Regions from separate parts of the Mus musculus genome. Here region 2 is linked to region 1. A link is a contact called in public HiCAR-type data. All regions are on one chromosome and are shown on one strand. The core of a region is the stretch at or near the end of the contact, and the rest is flanking DNA. Distances in the headings are between cores, read along the strand shown.

Region 1 (6,167 bases), core at 1,890-4,389:
TTTACAGTGTGAGGCATTCCTTGGAGGCTGGCTCAGGAATCAAAAGTGCCTAAAGGAAAATGAGACAGGAAGTTCTGTGGAGACATTAATACCTAAGAGTAGAGCCACTTAAAAATTCCCAGCAATGTCCCCAACTCCAGAGGCATCTTGCTCAAGGCCTTCCTCTGTTGCACACAGGGGGAGCTGAGGCTGACGCAGCTGCCAAGGCACAAACACAATAGTTCTTTGAATTCTCCATTTCTTCTTGAATATTCATGCAAGTTTTCCAATCGATTTTACGATGCTATAAGGCTAGGTTTAGAATGTGAATGATTTGAGACATCAGTCTAGTGGCTGAGAACATATGGGGCTTAAATCTTTCTACTTATGTGTCTCATTTGTAACACAGGAATATAAAAACACGTACTTGTTATGGTTTGGATGTGAAGTGTCTCCCAGAGCTTCATGCCTGGGGTGCGTGCTGCCCAGCCCACGGTGCTATTTTGGTAGGTGCTAGAAACTTTGGAAAGTGGAATCTACCTGGACGCGGTAGGTCACTGAGGCTGTAACTTTGAGGATTATTTAGCAGGTCTCAGATGCTTTTTCCTTTCTCTGCTTTCCGGCCACCAAGATGTGAACTGCTCTCTGATTTACCATGTCTGCCCTGCTGCAATGAACTGACACACTTGAAATTGTGAGCCAAAAGAAATCTTTTCTCCTCTTAAGTGTTTTATGTCAGGTCAAACCAATATGCCATCCAATAAGCTGTGCTGAAGGCTGAATTAGCAATTCCTAAGAAATGCCTAGAATAGATTCTGGTGCTGTGTCCTAGTTACTGTTTAATTGCTCTGAAGAGACACCAAGGTCAAGGCAACTCTTACAAAGGAAAGCATTGAATTGTGGACTGGCTTACAGTTTCAGAGGGTTAGCTCATTATCATCATGGTGGGTAACATGGCAGTACGCAGGCAGACACAGTGCTAGAGAAAGAGCTGAGAGTTCTACATCTGAATCCACAGGCAGCAGCAGGAGAGAGCCATGGGAGATCACTTGTGTTTTTGAAAACCTCAAACCCCCTTCCAGTGACGCTGTTCCTCCAACATGGCCGCCTCTCCTCGTCCTCAAACAGTTTACCAACTGAGGACTAGGGATTCAACATGACCGTATGGCAACATTCTCGTTCAAAGTACCACATGGTGTGTTCTGAAGTGTTAGCATGGCTGTTTCTCTCCTAATGCACTGATGTAGACACACACACCACGGATCCTTCTCATCTGTCATATCATCATATAATCATCACCTGTCACCATACCATCAAAGCACAGGACGCTTTCGAAGTCATCTGAAGGCCAGTGAACATTTGGAGTCAGTTAGTGCCCACACTCACTGCTAAGGTCCCACAAGACTTCCTTGCTCTTCTTGGGTCTGTTCAGTTCTTATTCGGTAAACCATTATCCTAAATGTCCTCTATGCAACATTTTGTTGTTGATTACATTGTTTGAGGCAACCCTTGAGCACAGTGCTGGCTCTGTCTCCCCAAGGACCAAGAGGCTGGGATGTGTATGTGAACAGCTAGAGAGCAGTCCCTTGTTAGGAGAGTTGACAGGTGCTGGTGCCAGGAGCTCAGGGAGAATGAATGAACATGTGTTAGACAAGGTGCTTTTACACGGAAAGGCATACAAAATAAGGCAGTGTGCCAAGTGGCTGTCAAAACATAACCAGAGGCTCATGGGAACCTAATCCTGCATAATCCCCATCAGAGTAATAGCCCAGTATCCATATGTGTATTATCTGCCCCACTTTCCAGAGCTAAACTAGGGTGAACAGAGAGACTCAGTGGTCTGCAGGTGAGCTAGTCATGGTCTAGCTCTGTCCTCCCTTCTTGGTTCCTCCTGAATCTCTTCCCATGCACCACCTGCTCATTTTCCATAGGTTTCCAGCCGTTTCCCTCTCTGGAGTGGAGAGACAGTCTTGACAAGGCCCTTTTCCTGGTCAGAGGAGGCCATCTGATCAGGGAAGGAGAGAATAGGAAAACACGTGGGGGGAACTCTTGGCAATGCCATAAAAGAATCTGGAACATACCAGCCTTCAGTTCACTAGGCAAGAGAGCAACTTTGGATGCAAATGTTTCAGACTCTAGCGAGAAATAGGTACCTAGGAACCAGTTCCAGACCTGGCCTCTCTGATCATCATGAAAAGCTACTCCCCGAGGACTTAAGATAACTCTAGGAACGACTGCTTTTGGGAAGGCTGGCTACACATACCACTTGACAAAGTGGCATCACTCAAGGGAGCAGCAATACGGGAGGCACAATGGTGCCTTAAATGGAACACCTGGCCCTTGACTCCTATTGCTGAGATGAAGCCAAGCCCCCATGTCTCTTCCATGGCTTTTCTTTCCTTCAGAAGTGCTCAAGGTGCCCTCAACCCTCCTCCATTCATGACTGGGACACCTCTCTTCCAAACCTCTAGGCCCCGGGGCTGTAGCTGTATTTATTTCCTGACAGGTCTGGACTTCTGTGGGACCCAAACCTGTTTCCTACCAGGGACTCTAGGTCTCAGGTTTAGGTGTCCCTGCTGGGTCATCCATGGTCCCCAATTATACCAAGACCGCAGGGGCTGTTTGAATGGGTGATGGTCAAGCTCCTAAGGCTACCAGCAGGAGTGGGTAGACTCTGGGCAGCCTCTGCAGGGTATTACTTAACAGCTGAGGTCCCCGGGGTCTGGCGGTGGTGCTGGGAGAGGGTGGCATCCTCGCACTGGTCTGGCTGGCCTGGCTGGCCCGTGGCGCAGCGGACGCCTCCCCAGAGCGCGCTGCCGCCGGCGGCAGCCGGAGCTCCTGGCACCAGGCCTGGCTGCAGGCCCAGGGCAAGGAGTGGCTTCCAGGAAGCGGGCGGAGAAGCGTTCCAGCGGAGTCTCGCCGTGGCCGCGGCGGCCCCGAGCGCTCCGAGCCGCCTGGCTGCGGCTCGGTGGCCCGCTTGTCCCCGCGTTCCCAGCGCCCCTGGGTTAGGGCAGAGGACGCAGGGCGGGAGGGACTGACGGTACCCTAGACGCGGCGCGCACTTGCGGGACGGGCGGCGCAGGTGGCGGCGCGCGCCCTCCGCCCCTGGGTCGGGGCCAGCACTGCGCTCCGCGCGCCCGGAGGGGCGGGACAGGCGGGGCGGCCGCGTCCCAGCCCCATTTAACTTTGGCGGCGGCGCGAGCTGGAGGCCGGCGTCGGGGACCGTCGGGATCCCGCGCTCCGCACGAGGTGTCGCCGAGTCGGCGCTGCTCGCCACTGTCTCGCAGCGCGCATCCCTCCTTGCACCGTCAGACGCTGCTGCGACTCCGGATTGGAAACACCCGCGGGGGATCCAGGGATTCATCTCTCTGAGGATGGTAAGGTGGAGCAAGTTGATGGGAACGCTACTGGAAAATAAGGTCTTGGTTGAGCACTGCCCTATGGGGCTTAGACAGCTCCAGGCAGGCGCGCTACAGGATCCGGGAATGTTGGACAGAACCTTTCCTGGTCCTCTGCGAGCGAGGGGTGCTCTGGATGATGGGGGATACCCTGCGGGGTCAGCGGACTACGGGCTGATCTTAGCTTGCAGTGTTTGAAGGTCCGGAGGTTTGGCTACTGAGTGAGGTTCGCATGCTTGAAGCGCAGAGAAACGAGAGGAGACGCACGCCAGGGAAAGGAGGCGTGAGGGTGGCGGGCGCTGAAGTGTGCGAGCCAGCGGAGAGGGGCGCGTGGTCCTGGGGCCCAGCCCTGGCCGCCTCCCTTCGTCCCAGAGTCGCCGCCTCAGGTCGGAAACAGCAGCACATTTGCGGATCGCATTAAGCCAGGCCTTAATGCTTTCTCCAGATGGAGAGAAGCCACCGACCCGCCCCCGGACACCGACACCGCCAAGGCGCCCGCGAGGCGAAGCGGGAGTCGAGTGTGACCTCGGCTTTTCCAGTCTCCGCTCAAACTGAGTTCCCTGTAAACTGACAGGAAAACACATTGGGGAAAACGGTCCTCGTAGCCCTCCTGGGCTTACTTCTTCCTCACCTTTAAGAGATTACACTCCGCAAGACTGTGGCCCCCAGAATTCTCTTAAAGGCAGGTCTGGAAGCAGAAGGCATTCTATCATCTAGTGAGAAATTCCTCTAACTATCCAATCTGCGTTCCTATCCTAGACTCTGTTTAGCTGTGTGCCCTTAGGCAGGGTTCTTCCCTCTCTGGTCTAGTTTAATTGGCTTCAGACTCATTTTTGCCTCAAGGAATTAAAGCTGGCAGGTGCCCTAACTCTTGGCTTTAGGCTGGTCCTCCCCACAACCCCCAGCCCCCCCCCCGCCCCCAAAAGCCACACTCTGGTGCTGACAAACAGGCTAGGAGGTGTCTGGGGCAGGGTTGTCCCTACTGCTGGAGCACTGGAGGGATGGGTGAATTGCTGACTGGAGGCAGTCTCCGTTCCCCTTTTTGATCTTGGGGGACTCATCCTAAAGGGAGCCCCATATTGCCTTCATTCTGCAGCAGACAATCCCATCCTGGGCCAACACAAACGTTTCTAAGACACTGCTTGGGCTTCAGGGTCCCTGCCTTCTGATTGGCTCCTTAGCTTACAGATTCTGCCTCTGGAGCCAGAGCTAGTTGCAAACGAGGCATTTTCTTTTTGTCTTTTCTTTCGTAGGCTGTGAGGGAGACTCCTATGATATTGGACCCCATGGCTTCCTGGACAGGATCCTGGTGGCTGCTGACACGAATGATCTTTACGGTCTCTGGTCTTCTGCAGGTAATAGAATGGGCCACCGAGAATGCTGGGTATGCCTGTCTTTGCATAGGAATAGTATTCTAGTCCATGTAAGATGTAGGATCAGTGTTAATGCTGCACTAGAGAATCTTATACAGATGGTATTGTGGTTGGCTTCTCTGTAAGGAAAGCTCAAAGATCTGGGATCCTCTCTGGATCTAGAGCAGGAACTTGATACCGTGTGGGCCCGTTCACTACTGGTGACTTGGGGGCTTGGGTGGACCCTGTCTTTCCCGACTAGAGTGGCTGTCCAGGAGAAGCTATATGTTAGAACTCAGGAAGAGTCTGATTCCCACACTAGCTTAACTAAATAACTATTCTGGATTCACTGTTAACACACCCCGCTATTGTGTGGATCTCTCTCTAGAGAAGTGTCCTGTCCTAATGCTGTGACGCTTTAATACTCTTCCTCATGTTGTGGAGACCCCCAACCATAAAATTATTTCATTGCTATGTCATAACTAAGCTTACTACTGTTATGAATCATGATGTCAATACCTGTGTTTTCTGATGGCCTTAGGAGACCCATGTGACCCAAAGTGATCACAACCCATAGATTGGGAACCATTTCTCTAGGCTCTTGTCTTTTCCATCCAACCTGAGAAGCTGAGCTCATGGATTGCACTCTTACTTGTCTATTGTTTACAGCTAAGGGAGTTTGCTGGGTTTGCCAAGGAAACGATGGGGAGTGGTACAGAGGGCAACAAGGTGGACCCTCGATTTCCCTCCACTAAGAACAGTTCCTGCCTGACTCCAGTTTGTCACTGCTAAATGGAAATGCAAGTCCTGGATTGCTGGGCCTTCTTGTATTTCAAGATAGCTGGGGCGTCCAGATTTCTTCCACAACCCTTTGGTTTATAACAAAGTGAGATCCAGACAAATATGTTTGCGGTTGGATTCAGCCAAGAAGTGTGTGGGCCCCCGACCTAAAAATGCAGGGAACATTTCAGTTAATACCGTGTCCTGAGGGTGGCTGCTAATCCCGTGCAACGTCTTATGTGACTTAGAACAAGACAACACTTCCCTGAGGATTTCACTTCTGGCTGTGGTCTGTGCACCCTCACGATCTTAGCAGACAGCCTAGTACTTAAAGGCTTAAGTCGGTTAAACAAGCATGCAGGCATGGATGAAAATCTATACTCTGGGTAAATGAAGCGGGGGTGTGTGCTCCTCTTGCTGTAGTCTCTTGGATTTACTGCCTTTAAGCCTTTTTCAGTACCCCATCAATTCTGTGGCTCACACACAACTGATTAGTGAGGGACATCATCCCCTTTATCCCGTTTTACAGTGTTCTTCTGTGGCCATATTTTAATGGTTATGTTTTGTTAGAAGAAAGGCTAAAAGGATGGAGAGAAAGAAGTTTAGTGGTTTAAAACATCTGCTGCCTGCACGTGGTGGGTAACAGCCAGCTCCCAAG
Region 2 (6,167 bases), core at 1,417-3,916, 170 kb after region 1:
GCCCTGCCAGTGTGTTGTACTGCAGCCGCTGATTCAAAATCAGGGTCACAGGTGATGACAATCTCTGCACTAGCATCTGCTCAAACTGTTTCTTCCTGAGCCCTGAGCCTGCTTCTCTCTCTAGGTAGAGTTGAGCCATCTTTCCTTGTACAAAGGAACGAAGTGTAGATATAGAAGAAAATGAACAAGGAATGAAAAAAAAAAAAAGAAAGATCATTCAGTGAGAGTCTTCCCTCCATTTCCAGAAAAATCATTCAGAATATAGTAGAAGAATGAAAATTACCTTGACAGTCAATTATACCTTTATGAAGGAAAATGATGCTCATTACTCTTCTGGTTGCTATAACAACAAAATCCCGGACACAGAGGAATGTAAGGGAGGGGAGAAGGAAGGCTTTGCTTTGGCTCACAGATGAAGGGTCTAGCCTATCATGGTGGCCAAACCATGGTGGTGGGAGCATGTTGTAGCTGGCCACCTCTGCAGTCAGGAAGTAGAGAGAGAGTCAGGACCCAGAGAGGCTGACATCCAGATGGGTCAACCCAGACTAGACACTCCTTCACAAACACATCCAGAGGCTTTCCTCTGGGATGGTTTTAGAGCTTTTCCATATTAAGCATCACAAAAGACCCCTGAAACCTTAAAAATAAAACCAACTATTTTTTATGTGTTTTTATTTAATATGTGTTTAACATATTAAATTGACAAGGAATGCTCTATTGAGACATTGGTTGTACTTGCTACCAGAGAGACATGGGGCACTTTGACTAAATCTGTGAGCTCATCTGAATCCCTCGGGTCCAACTTCAGCCTGCAGTGTGACCAGGCAAGGCTTTTAACTAGTGTGTGATTGGTTAGTGCTAATTGACAGAATCACTTGGTGGTGGGCTCCTGGGCTGGCCTATGTGAGGTTGCATTGATTATGTTAACTGAGGTAGGAGGACTGACCTACCCACCCAAGGTGTTCCTTGCCTGGGGTCCTGGACTGTGTGCATTGGGGAGTGAGCTGAGCAGACAGGCGCATTCCTTCACCCCTCTGCTTCCTGGCTGCGAATGTGATGCGAGCAAGCTTCGTGAAGCTGCAGCCTCCATGTCTTGCCCACTGTGACAGCTATGACAGACAGGTGGCACTCTGGAAGTGTGAGTCAAAGCAAACCCTTCCTCCCTTAAGTCACCTTTGCCCACGTTTCATCACAGCAGCAGGAACAGAAACGAATCTACAGTGATCAGTGCTGAAGAGACTTTTTAAAATATAAAAATATTACTTGTTGTGGTTTTTTTTTTTCTGCTGTAAAAATGGACGCGATTCGACAAGTAGCTGGCCTGCTCTATGCCAAGGAGGTTGACATCACTCTCTGGTTTGCCGTAGCCCACACCTTCTCCAGTTGCCACCCTCACGTTGCATTAAAGGAACAGGCATCTGCTGCTGTTCGTGCTGCTCCTGGTGTCTGCCATCTGCCTGGCTTCCATAGGCTTCTCTGAGTTCTGTGTGGGATCCAGAAGGAAATATACTTAGCTCTTTGGTCTGTTATTATAGAGTGATTTCTATGTTTCCCTTGCAGGGTTTCTGTGTGATTCTCTCTCATACACATGGACTCTGTATTTCCTCCTTTTAATTGCTAAGAATACCTGTAATCTCCTTTAATCAGTATAGGTATAATATGGGTAAGTATGGGATTGCCTGGAGAAGCGACCTACAAAGATTAGTATTCCAAGATATTGGTTACAGTATCGGCATGACTAGAACTTGAAGAGATCCTGTTGCTTCTCTGAACCAGATCATGCACACTCGGAAACTGTGGATTTCTTAGTGTGTGGGTACACGTGTGTGCTCATGTGTGCTTGGTGGGTCCACATGTGTGCTCAGGCTTGTGGCAGCCAGAAGTCCATGTCAGCCATTACTCCTTAGGAACTGTCTTTGTGTTTTGAAGACAGTCTCTCATTGCAACCCAGGACTCATTGATTAGGCTAGGCTGACTGTCCTGTGAATCTTGAGATTCTCCTGTCTTGTCTCGGGGGTGGGGGGGCTGGAATCACAAGTGTGTGCCAGTAGCCCCAGTTTTGCTTTAAATTCAGTCACTGGATTTCAGACTCGGGTCCATACATGGCAAGCACTCTACCAACTGAGCTGTCTTCCCAGCCAACAAACCAGTTCTGTGAGTTGTCTGTGTGTGTGTGTGTGTGTGTGTGTGTGTGTGTGTGTGTGTGCATTACTGGAGAGTATGTCAGAGAGGGAAACCACAGTCACCATTGCAGAGGAGACATGTGTTTTGGGAAGTGGCCTTAGGTTCATTTATAATATATGATTCTTAAAATAATTTTAATACTATGTATTCACATATCATTTGCACAAATAAAGATTATTTCCAACCTTCTTACCCAAATATGCACTCACCTTTTAGTAGACTGTCATGACAACATACCCCCCCCACACACACTCTGATTTAGCAATCCCCTGTCTCCTGCCTCTGAATCCTGGCTCTCTCAGACTGAATAAATAAACAGCTCTGGACTTCAGCTTCAGTGTCTGGAAAGCTTTCAGGCTCTGGAGACTGAAGGGGTTGTTTAAAAACATATTTATCAAAGAGGGCGTTACACACAACTAACTGTGTATAAACAGAGTGTCATTTCCATGCCTACAGCCGTGTTCCTCTGTGGCTGCGGTGTGCTCGGTAGAAGAGAATCTGGCAAAGTTGGAGACACTTGAAATGAAGCAAGAGTGACTCTGGGGTTGTTTCTCTCTGACTCAGGAGCTTGTCCAGATTATGTGTGTTTCTAGGAAATATTCTTTTCCATCGGTTATTTCTTTTTTTCTTCCAATTCTGGTTCAGAACATTGTAGTGTTGCCCAGCTGTGCTGTGGCTTGAGGTGAAGGATTCTGCTTACAACCGTCTTTTCTGGGATCACTACACAATCAAGCAACACTCCTTTGCTTAGAGGGAGGGGTAATGCTATGTGGGGTGACTGATGACTACCCCTCCCCCATGTCCCTACACCCCTCTAGTCGCTCTCCACAGAGGACATCTGGAATAAAGATGGCTTCCACCTAAGACTGAGCTCTGTGGCAGCAGGGCCCAGGGGCCACCTACTCTATGCTACTGCCAGCACAGTTATGGGGATACTGGGCTGTGCTTGTCTTCATCATTTATGTCATAGCTTTTATAAAGAGCAGGGCTTTTGGTAAGGGAAATGTTGGAAACTACTGTATTCTTACATTCTTACAGAAAAAAATCTGTTTTCTACTCTTTAAGAAACTTTTTCTTCATAGCTAGGTTGGTCCAGGAAGCCTTGCCTTTTTTCTTTCCGTGGGCTTCTTCTCACTCTATAATCTTGTTCTCCTGAATAATAGTTTCTCATGGTGGCTCCTGCCCCATCTCTGTTGCAATAGGGTGGTTTACCCTGGAGTATGAGGATTTTGCTCCTGCAATATGTGTACCTGGCCACCAGGCACAGTAGAGACTCTTGACCAAATCACTGCTGTTTCAGGCAATTGCTGACTGGTGAGCCAGGGCAATCGCTCTCAACCTTCCTAATGCTGTGACCCCTTAATACATGGCGACGCCCCACCATAAAAGTTTTCTCATTCCTACTTTGTAATTATACTTTTACACTGTTATGAATTGTAATGTAAATGTCTGTGTTTTCTGATGGTCTCAGGCAACCCTGTGAAAGGGGTCACAACACACAGGTTGAGAACTGCTGAGCTATAAGCTGAGCTCACTCAGAGGGAATTTACCTACCCTTGGCATCTTGACCTCTGTGCATAAATGTTTAGGACTATCGAGTCGGAGTATATTTCACTGAGATTACCTTATGAAATAAAATTTAACTACTTTAATGAAGATACGTGTTTCTGTGGTAGAAACCTCTCTGGGAGACATACGGAGAGAAAGGCACATTTGTCTTCTTTGTGGCCTGATGTTTTCCCTCTACAACCGGTTGTTGAGGCAGTCACTTTCATTCAGTTTAGATACTTTATGCTCCCGTGGGCGTATGTTTTCTGGTTGCTTTCCCCTAGCTTTCAAGCATGCAACCTGTCTTCAGGTTTCCCTGACCCAGCTCTGATAGTTTGTATGCCCTCTTCCCAGAGTCTTGCTAGAGAATTATGCTAGCTCCTCTGACTGCCTGGATTCCTTTCTGCTAGAGAACATACCATGGTCTCACCACACGGGGGCAGCAGAAGTGAAAGCCACAAATTCCCAAGTGCTTTAGGAACACAGGCAGGAGGCAGGGATGAGGGATGAGAGTTGGGGAGTGGCTTAGAGTCAGGACCTGCCTAGGGTTCCAGAGGTTGTATTAACAGAGTACGCAGAGATAGAATGTGCGGGAAAGAGAGGGACTCTCTTATCATTCTGGAGGCTTAATATGCAAAACTAAGGTGTTAGCGGGATTGGCTCTGTCTGAGGGCTGTGAGGGAGGACCTGCTTTGCGTCCCTCTCTCCTCCTTTATCATAGCTAAAGAATTCCTATTATCTTCCCTTCGTTCATGTCTGCCTCTGTAGCCAACCCTATTTCCATAAGAACACAAGCATATTGGGCCAGGGCCCAGCCAATTACTTTCATCTCAGCAACATGACATTTGCACAGACCCTGTGTCCAAGTCAGACCATATTCTGATGTTCTGCAGGCTAGGGCTTTAGTGTAGTTTCTTTTTCTTTGTTTGTTTCTATTTTATTTATTTGTTGTTGTTTTTCAAGACAGGGTTTCTCTGTTGTAGCTCTGGCTGTCCTAGAACTTGCTCTGTAGATGAGACTGGCCTCAAACTCACAGAGATCAACCTGCCTGTGCCTCTGCCTGTGCCTGTGCCTTGTGTCTCTGCCTCTACCCCTGCCCCTGCCCCTGCCCCTGCCCCTGTCTCCTGAGTGCTGGAGTTAAAGGCATATGTCAGCACTGCAAGGCCCCAGTGTTGTTTCTTATGGGACACAAGTCAATCCGAAATAGTGGTGACAGGAAAGGAATTTCAGTTTTTCTTCACTGCCCTCCATCCAAATCCCGTCCCCTCTTGAGTGTTTTCTGCTGATCATAAAGGTAGAGCTTTGTGAGAATCTGACATGCTCCTGTAATGTGGCCCCTGAGGGCCATTTCTTCATGCATTTCAAGCAGAGAGTGCTAATTCATTTCTGTAATCAGGCAACTGAGGCAGGAAGATAGCAAATTTGAGGCAAGCCTTGGCTATACAGTGAGATTTTTTTCCCCCAAATTAGTAAATCTGGGGCTAGTAAGATGGCTGGGCAGGTGCTTGCTTGCTACCAAGCCTGACAACCTGAATCCAATCTTTGGAACCTGCCATCTCCTTTGATCTTCACACAAGTGCTGTGGAACGAGTGCACACACACACACACACACACACACACACACACACACACGCACACACACAGAGGAGTAAATAGACAAGTGTCAAATAAATCTGCTTGAAAATCTTCTCATTGATATCAAAACTCATAGCTAAGTAATATATGTAAATATACACAACTATGAATGTTTTATATTAATAATTTTAGAAATTATTTCAAAGTGGCCAAGTCAGTAGCTGAACTTGAGTTTATTTCCCTAAAAAGCATGGGACACACTGCTGTAAGTGATCCTGAACCTTGCTCCCTTGTCATTCTCTATGTACTTGATTGTTGAAGTTGTCAGAGGTCATGTCTGCCCCTGGGGACTTGTTCAGGTGAGCGAGTGGCCAGGCTATTGTCGACAGAAGTACAGAGAGAACGCATTAACATTAGAACCATGACTGCTAAAGGTTATTGTTATTAATTTTTGTTAGTTTACTTTGAGCTTTTGTCTTTATAGTTAGGATTGATGGAGAGAGATGGTTCTAAATGGATTTAATTCTCAGAGCATTTCAGCATCAGAGCCAAAGACCATAGCTCTTCCTCTGTGGAATGATGAGAACACATCTTCTGCAGGTTAGGCTTAGATGTGAGCTGTGCAGAGCCTGTTCCCTATGCCTCTATGGGTGTAGGAAGGAGTTTTACAGAGGGTCAGATGGGAGGGGTGGACAGGGAGATTGTGATAACAAGCAGATGACAAGGAGAACCAATGGTGGGAAAAGGACTTTTACTATATTTCCCATGTAGAACCTCAAAATGAAAATGTTCATTTGGGTGGCTGCCTCCATCAGCACCAACCTGGGACTGCCACATCAGAACAAGACATCAGCTCATGA

The links. HiCAR-type assays count read pairs that join an accessible place to other places.
Region 2: a contact with region 1 is called in a HiCAR-type map of fibro-adipogenic progenitors, with 4 times the contacts expected there. The contact joins the enhancer-like site here to the promoter of Adamtsl3 in region 1. A contact is called at or near these places in 6 of 39 promoter capture datasets (the 3T3-L1 cell line, 3T3-L1-derived adipocytes, embryonic stem cells and 2 more), 13 of 484 Hi-C or Micro-C datasets (the HL-1 cell line, Th2 cells, adipose-derived mesenchymal stem cells and 8 more), 3 of 115 datasets of contacts at active chromatin or transcription factors (embryonic forebrain, fibro-adipogenic progenitors and forebrain) and 1 of 9 other capture datasets (adipose tissue).

The regions. Positions count from the first base shown.
Region 1 is chr7:82,332,555-82,338,721 of GRCm38.p6, forward strand. It overlaps Adamtsl3 (ADAMTS-like 3), which reads left to right and starts at 3,140. Exons shown (of 30, transcript NM_001190374.1): 1 at 3,140-3,356; 2 at 4,631-4,732. The coding sequence starts at 3,354.
Region 2 is chr7:82,500,080-82,506,246 of GRCm38.p6, forward strand. The region is part of intron 9 of Adamtsl3 (ADAMTS-like 3); the gene reads left to right. Among named protein-coding and RNA genes, the nearest start is that of Saxo2, 150 kb to the right of the region's middle. Within about 2 kb of position 2,667, at least 13 of the 459 cell types and tissues checked have an H3K27ac peak or open chromatin away from gene starts, as enhancers often do. A contact at or near this core is called in fibro-adipogenic progenitors, where this site is marked.